Regions from separate parts of the Mus musculus genome. Here region 2 is linked to region 1. The links are chromatin contacts, called in public HiChIP or PLAC-seq maps. All regions are on one chromosome and are shown on one strand. The core of a region is the stretch at or near the end of the contact, and the rest is flanking DNA. Distances in the headings are between cores, read along the strand shown. Region 1 overlaps Aicda (activation-induced cytidine deaminase). Region 2 has its middle 38 kb from the start of Foxj2.

Evidence for each region. HiChIP or PLAC-seq counts read pairs in DNA pulled down with a chosen protein or histone mark.
Region 2: a contact with region 1 is called in an HNF4G HiChIP or PLAC-seq map of pancreatic cancer cells. The contact joins two enhancer-like sites. A contact is called at or near these places in 3 of 484 Hi-C or Micro-C datasets (the Ba/F3 cell line and the G1E-ER4 cell line), 2 of 115 datasets of contacts at active chromatin or transcription factors (embryonic stem cells and pancreatic cancer cells) and 3 of 9 other capture datasets (adipose tissue, embryonic stem cells and pancreatic islet).

The regions. Positions count from the first base shown.
Region 1 is chr6:122,563,572-122,567,285 of GRCm38.p6, forward strand. Aicda (activation-induced cytidine deaminase) reads left to right here. Exons shown (of 5, transcript NM_009645.2): 5 at 1-609. It also overlaps the pseudogene Gm8459. Among named protein-coding and RNA genes, the nearest start is that of Aicda, 12 kb to the left of the region's middle. Within about 2 kb of position 1,715, at least 26 of the 459 cell types and tissues checked have an H3K27ac peak or open chromatin away from gene starts, as enhancers often do. A contact at or near this core is called in pancreatic cancer cells, where this site is marked.
Region 2 is chr6:122,780,422-122,784,135 of GRCm38.p6, forward strand. It overlaps a transcript of Slc2a3 not described here. Among named protein-coding and RNA genes, the nearest start is that of Foxj2, 38 kb to the right of the region's middle. Within about 2 kb of position 2,005, at least 25 of the 459 cell types and tissues checked have an H3K27ac peak or open chromatin away from gene starts, as enhancers often do. A contact at or near this core is called in pancreatic cancer cells, where this site is marked.

The DNA of each region.
Region 1 (3,714 bases), core at 465-2,964:
GCCTGTGACTTAGAAACTTCTAGTAATGGGTACCTGGGAGTCGTTTGAGTATGGGGCAGTGATTTATTCTCTGTGATGGATGCCAACACGGTTAAACAGAATTTTTAGTTTTTATATGTGTGTGATGCTGCTCCCCCAAATTGTTAACTGTGTAAGAGGGTGGCAAAATAGGGAAAGTGGCATTCACCTATAGTTCCAGCATTCAGGAAGCTGAGGCAGGAGGATTGTAAATTTGAGGCCAGTCTGAGCTGTAAGGTGAGACCCTATTTCAAACAACACAGCCAGAATTGGGTTCTGGTAAATCATACTTAACAAGGGAAAAATGCAAGACGCAAGACCGTGGCAAGGAAATGACGCTTTGCCCAACGAAATGTAGGAAACCAACATAGACTCCCAGTTTGTCCCTCTTTATGTCTGGTCTCCCTAACAACGATCTTTGCTAATGAGAAAAATATTAGAAAAAAATATCCCTGTGCAATTATCACCCAGTCGCCATTATAATGCAATTAAAAGGCCCACAAGAAATCCTGTATACACGACCGTTATTTATTGTATGTAAGTTGCTGAGGAAGAGGAGAAAAAAATAAAGATCATCCATTCCTTCCTGCATCTATCCCTGTTTTTTATGTTGCTGCGTGGCATCTATTCTGAAATATTAAAGTGGGTGCCTGAAGTTTCATAAATTTGAAACTTTAGAGATTACTATATATCTGCACTCGTCATTGTGATCATCCAAAATCGTAATGATTATGGCTCGGCAGCTGTGCTCTTGATTTTTAGCAACTCCCACCCCCACCCCCACCCCCACCCCCACCCCCAACCCCCACCCTGCGTGCAGCAAGTTCATCCTGGCTTATTTTAAATCAACTGAATTCGAGATTAAAATGTGAAAGTTTTGGAGATGAACTACTGAATAAAATGATGTCGGGAAAAAGCATTTATATATTAAAGTCATACAGATCACAGGGAAGGTGGCGCATGTATTTAACCCCCAGCATTGGAAAGATGGAGGCAGGAGGCTCTCTGTGGGTTTGAGGTCAGCCTGATCTAGACAGAGTGCTCCGCAGATAGCCACACAGAGAGAGCCTGCCTTAGAGAAATAAATACCTGATGAAATAGAATTGAATTGAGAGTCCAGAAATTAACCCACTCAGCTATGACCAACTGATTTCAGATAAAGGTCCAAGGTGTACTGAGTCAGCAAACCCTGCTGGGGCAATCTGACATCAGGTGCAAAGAGTGCAGTCCACATGGTGACACCTGCCTGTCCCCTACTCGGGAGGCTGAGACAAGAAGATCAGTAGTAGTTGCAGTAAATCTCCACCCAAATATGCCCTGGCAATGAAAACACAACTCAATTAATATGAATACATGCTGTGCGCCTAGATTGGGCAGATCTACCGCTGCACTACCATCTTCTCCATCTATGAGACCCTTTAGAACTTGCGGTTTCTAAGGTTTGGGGGTATAATTAGCCCCAGGGCTATCCACAACACTGTCCTAGGCGCATTTCCTAAACACGAGCTTATTCATAAGCCCAGCCAGAGGGTTCACATTGCCCACAACACACCCTCCTTTCCTACCACATAACCAAAGCCCAAACTCTAGAACTGGTTCTAACTGGGAATTCTCATGGCATCCCATAGCATATACCCCCTTCTCTGCAGTGAGCAATATGTCCAGTATTTCCTGGAAACCATTGGTACACAAAACTCTGAGTCACCAACACCCGCTGCTCTGTCTACTGAACTGGCTTCCAATGTTAACTAATTCATTTGAGTGTGTGTATTAGTGTGAGTGTGTGTTAGTTACTTTTGCTGTTGTTGTGATTAAAACACCATGACCAAGGGCAACCTAAGGAAGAGAGCGTGTGTATCTTGGCTTATGCCACTGAGAACGAAGCCATCACTGTGGGGTGGAGGCATGGCTTCAAGTGTCAGGCATGACGTGAGGAGCAGGAAGCTGGGAGATCACATCTTTAACAGCGAGTGCCAAGCAGAGAGGGAAACTGGAAGTTAAAGCCCACAAGTGATGTGCTCCCTCAGCCAGGCTGCACTTCCTGAACACCCCAAAACAGCGCCACCTACCTAGAACCGACTTTGAATATCTGAGCCTATGGGGACATTTGTCATTCTAACCACTGTTGTGCACTGTTGTTGCACAGTGAGCCATCTTGCCAGCTCATATTCCACAATTTGTATTTCATTTTACCAATGCTCTCTCTGTAGTAGTGATAATGATGACTGTTCCCTTTTTTGGTTTTGCTTCGTTTTGAGATTTCAGTATTTTTCTCAAGTTTTATTTTAAGTGATGTTAATTACAGCGTTTGAAGGGGAGGAGCTAATTCCACTCAAAATGGAAGACTCTATAATGTACCCATTAAACTGCTAAAAAAAAAATAATAATAATAATGGTAAGTCTACAAGAGGAGTCAGTTTAGACCCCTAGTGTTGTCAGAGTGTGACCACAATCACCTGCCCAGATCAGAGCCAGAGAACCCGGAAGCTATTTCATACTCTGGTGCAATGGGGGGGGGGGGGGGGGGAGAAATTTTAAAAAAACAAAAAGGAGGAAGAAAAACACACACACAACACAAGGAAGAATTAAGTCCTGATTGACTGACTCCATCTTGCCCACCCTCTCCACCCTAAAATGGCACAAAAGAAAATACCACACCTAAAGACTACTTTTGGTGTAAAACAGGTAACTGATGGGCTAGGATGGGAACAGGGTATGATGATCTGTCTAAAAAAATGTTCCTTTCACGAAGGTGTGTACGTACTTCTGAGCAGATAGGATCGGGACACCAGGGTTCAATGCTTGGGAAGTCACAATTTCATCTGGGGACTGGATACAGATTTACAAAGGGTCCACACATTCCCAGCTTCCATTTGCAGCCTGGCATCTCTAGAGGCTCCTCCCCAAGCCCCAACCCACACCTACAGCTAGAAAGGACCCTTTCTGGAATGGGGTTTCTGCTGTACCTCTGAAATGGTAAACACCTTAAAGCTGAGTCATCCTTAGCCTGGAGAGGCATTCATCAACTCTCGCATCCCCAACATACAATATTAAAAGTCCACTAAATTGGTAGCTATGTTGCAAAATAGTTCAAAATTAACGATTTTACAATATTCATTTATGCTTGAAATTCTAGTCCTAAGCCAAGCTTGTGTCTGCCAGCATTGATGTTCTTGCGTCCAGTAGGGCTGACAATGTCAGTTTGATACCTGGTTTTAGGATCTGAGTGTACCCTAAGCCAATCAGGCTGGAGTTGTTCACTTTGCCAGAAAAGCAGGCATCAGGGTGGAACTGAAATTTGGCTGCTATTCCAAAGCGAGTGTTACTGTTTTCTGCAGTCCAGGCGAGATTGACAGCAGTCTCCAACTTCTTGTTCGCCTTCTGGTAAATGGAACCACCAAACTCTGTCCCGTCGTATGAAGCTGTCTTGCTCTGGGTCACTCAGGACTTCGAGGTCTCAAAATTCATCTGGTAGCCAGCTAGCCAACCCTCATAGCCAAGCACCGGATTGAGGGCCCAGCGATGTCAAAGTCCACGCCACAGCCCAAGTTGATGTGCTCCCTCTTGTACCCTGTCATGATTTTTAGCATTTTCCCCCAAGTTTTGGGTGAAAAAGATGAATCGAAGGTCAGCTTCAGTCCACAAGCAAGCTGGTCTCCCACGGTGATCTCAGTGCCCAGGGTGCTGTCTGTGTTC
Region 2 (3,714 bases), core at 755-3,254, 220 kb after region 1:
CAATCAATCAATCAATCAATCAATCAACCAATCAATCTTAAAAAAAAAATAGTTCAAGACAAGTTTGAGGTCAGCCTAGGCTACACAAGACCCATATCAAAAAAGAGAAGAGATGGGCTGGTGCGTAAATGTGCTCTCCATCCTGTCTGACAACCCGAGTTCTGTCCCTGGAGCCCATATGGTGGAAGGAGACAGAACCAGACTAAAACATATTCCAAGCTGGGAAAACCAGTCACACAGGTCAGAGAGAGAGCAGGGGTAGTTTGTGTTACCAGATTAGATAGACTTGCATAAGGAGGGGAATTAAGACCAACTATATTATTTCCTTTGTTTGTTTGTTTATTGGGCCTTCTGCAGAGAGGTCAGAGGACAGCTTGTTCTCTTCTGCCATGCTCTTAGCATTCCAACTCAGGTTGTAGGGTTTAGCAGCAAGTGTCCTTACCTGCTGAGCCATCTTGACAGCCCTCTGTTCTTTTCACTATAAAACTAAGGATGCTTGTTTTTTCTTTACATAGGAGATCTATCAGATGTATAAACGAAGTTGAAGACAGAATAGGGGTACAGACTCTGTGAGTATGAATACAGCCAAGCTGAACACAAGTGAGACCCATACTCCAGCATGGCAGAGGCTAAGGAAAGGCACAGCCCATCAAGAGTTTGGCTGTGAGTGACAGAGTGTTTCAAGAGCAGCATTTCAAGTAGGCACACTGCAAAAACCCTGCAGGCTCAGCGGTAGTGACTCTGACAAAGGGGTGCGGTGGGGCAGGCTGGGGTGGAAGAAAACAGCTTTCTGGGTCTCAGGGGCTTCTGGGTCACAAGAGTTTGCAGGACTCGACAGGATGGTGAGCTTTGTGATCCAGCAGCAAAGGAGGCTGAGAGATAAGGGGAGATTTATCACAAATCGATAACCAAGCTAGCGGAGGCAGGTCAAGCATTTGGACTTTGTCTGCTGACTAAGATGCCTGGCAGGTTAACACAGCAAAAGTGTGTCCAGACTTGGACTATAGAAAGATCACTAGTAAAGCCTGGGGTCACAGGCTCTTAAGCAGCAGATGAGGCCAGCAAGGGTTAGAGTGAACATCAAGCCAGGATAGGCTATATTGCAAGACATAGTCTCAAAAAAAAAAAAAGATAAAAATAAAAGAAAAATTATGGGCTACATGATAGAAACCACCAAGGAGATGCTTATTATAAGATGATGACGATAGACTTAAATATTTGACAGGAAACTCAGAATATCAGCTCTCAAAATCTTTAAAAAGTATATCTTAGTGATGGGCATAGTAGTGCATGCCTTAAGCACTCTCAAGAAAGAGGCAGGAAGATCTATCTCTGTGAAGGTACCCTGGTCTACATACTGAATTCCTGACCAGCTAAGGGTATATAGGGAGACCCTGCCTCAAAAAAGAAAACAAAATGCAAATCTGTTTTCAAGTAAGCTTTCCTGAGAAATTCACATGATTTCATTTTCCTCTCATTTTCCTCGGGAGAGATGGAAAACAAAAGGCACAGGCACAGCCATGACAAGAGTAGGAGAAACAGAGAACCTGCCATTGGGGTATTTAGTCAGTAGACATTTATCCATCAGCTACTATATAAAGGACTTTCTTGATCCTGTTCACTGTGGAATTAAAGAGCAAGACAGAGAAAGAGCACTGGAGACAGAGATATCACACACATTCTTAAAGCTACTGCTACGTTTCTAAAATGTGCTGCCTGCTCATGGTGACACCGTGGCAGAGGGCTGCTGTCCTTCCTGTAGGAACAAACATTTGGAAAACATTTCAGCAGATCTGCTGGCTGGATTGTTCCATATCGCTGCTCCACTCGTGCTGACCTTTATCTCAGCCAGGTTGGAGCCACAGATAACACCTTAAGAGAGATTTGGAAAGCCTGTGTACTCAAAGCAGGGTGTCCAGGGCAGGGCATAGGCAAGCAGAGGGGAAAGCAGTAGGACCATATGGAACGTAGCCAGGGAAGGAAATGAACTAGTAATATTCACAGAGCACTAAGTGATTGTGGTTTAGTTACACAATAGTTCCCTCCAGTTCCAGCAACTGGCTACATGGGGCAGCTTTGAATGCCAAAAGAATTTGCTGTATGAAGTGCAAGCTCTATTCCCAACTGCATGACCTTGGCCAAGCTGTCCTTAATGTTGACATCCATAAAGTGATGGAAGTGATTGCATTGATGGGGAGATCAAACACTACACGTTAAAGTGCACAGTGTAAAGTACGGAGTTGTTACTGCTCTGAATCTCAAGAAGTATAGGAAACCTGAGGTCAGGAAATAGCATATCCTACCAGCAGACTTTCCTCAAGACATTTCTCCTTGGATCTAGCTCGGGAAATCAATGGGGCAATATTTGACTAGTAAGGAGACGTGCCACTTTGAGGAGAACCCCTTTGACTTTCAGCCCAGATACTAGGCAATCCATCTTTATGCTCTTCTGCAGATATTTATGTCAACTTCCGTTTTTATTTGCTTGCTTTCTTTCTCTTTCTTTCTTTCTTTCTTTCTTTCTTTCTTTCCTTCTTTCTTTTTCTGAGACAGGGTTTCTCTGTGTAGCCCTGGCTGTCCTGGAACTCACTTTGTAAACCAGGCTAACCTTGAACTCAGAAATCTGCCTGCCTCTGCTTCCCAATTGCTGGGATTAAAGGCACAAGCTTATTATTGTTCATCTTATGTGAATGAATGCTGTGCCTATGTGTATGTCTGTGCACTACATGTATTCCTGGTGCCTGTAAGCCAGAAGAGGGTTTCGGATCCCAGAAGTTAAAGATGTTTGTAAGATGCTGGGAATTGAACCTGGGTCCTCTGAAAGAGCAACAAGTGCTCCTAATCACTAGCTCTTATTATACAATTTTTAAAAATTCATGTTATTTTAAAGTGTGTGTGTGTGTGTGTATGTGTATGTGTTGCACACGCATGTGTGCATCTTAGTGCAGGTGCCTGCAGAGGCCAGAAGCAGGTATGAGATCGCTGGGAGCTGAAATTATAGGCATTTGTGAGACCTCTGAAGTGGGTACTGGGAACTGGACCCAGGTCCTCTGGAGGAGCAGCGAGTGCTCTTAAGTACATGTCTACAGCCCAGTCCATTGCTTTCTTCCTTAAAATTGGTTTTCTTTCTTTTTTTTAGATTTTTTATTAGATATTTTCTTTATTTACATTTCAAATGCTAGCCCGAAAGTTCCCTATACCCCGCCCCCCCCCAATATTGGTTTTCTTCTCTTTTTCTTTTCTTTTTTTTTTTTTTTTTTTGGTTTTTCGAGACAGGGTTTCTCTGTATAGCCCTGGCTGTTCTGAGACTCACTTTGTAGACCAGGCTAGCCTGAAACTCAGAAATCCGCCTGCCTCTGCCTCCTGTCTCTGTGCTGGGATTAAAGGCGTGTGCCACCACGCCCAGCTGATTATTGGTTTTCTTAAGAAAGTGCCTGGTAGCTGGTGGTGGTAGTGCATGCCTTTAGCCCCTGCACTCCCGAGGCAGGAGCAGGAGACCGTGCCTGGCTTACTCCAGTCTCACTTCCTTTCACTACTTTGCTTACTTGGGAAAAGGAGAGTTTTATCTCTGAGCCACTGTAGGAAGGGCATTATGGCAACTGGTGTTGTCACAGTAGCAAAGTGACAGCGCTTGTTTTAGTCACTGCTACTCACTCTGTCTTCCCAGCACTGGTGACATCACCACCTGTGTGACATCACCACCTGTGTGACATC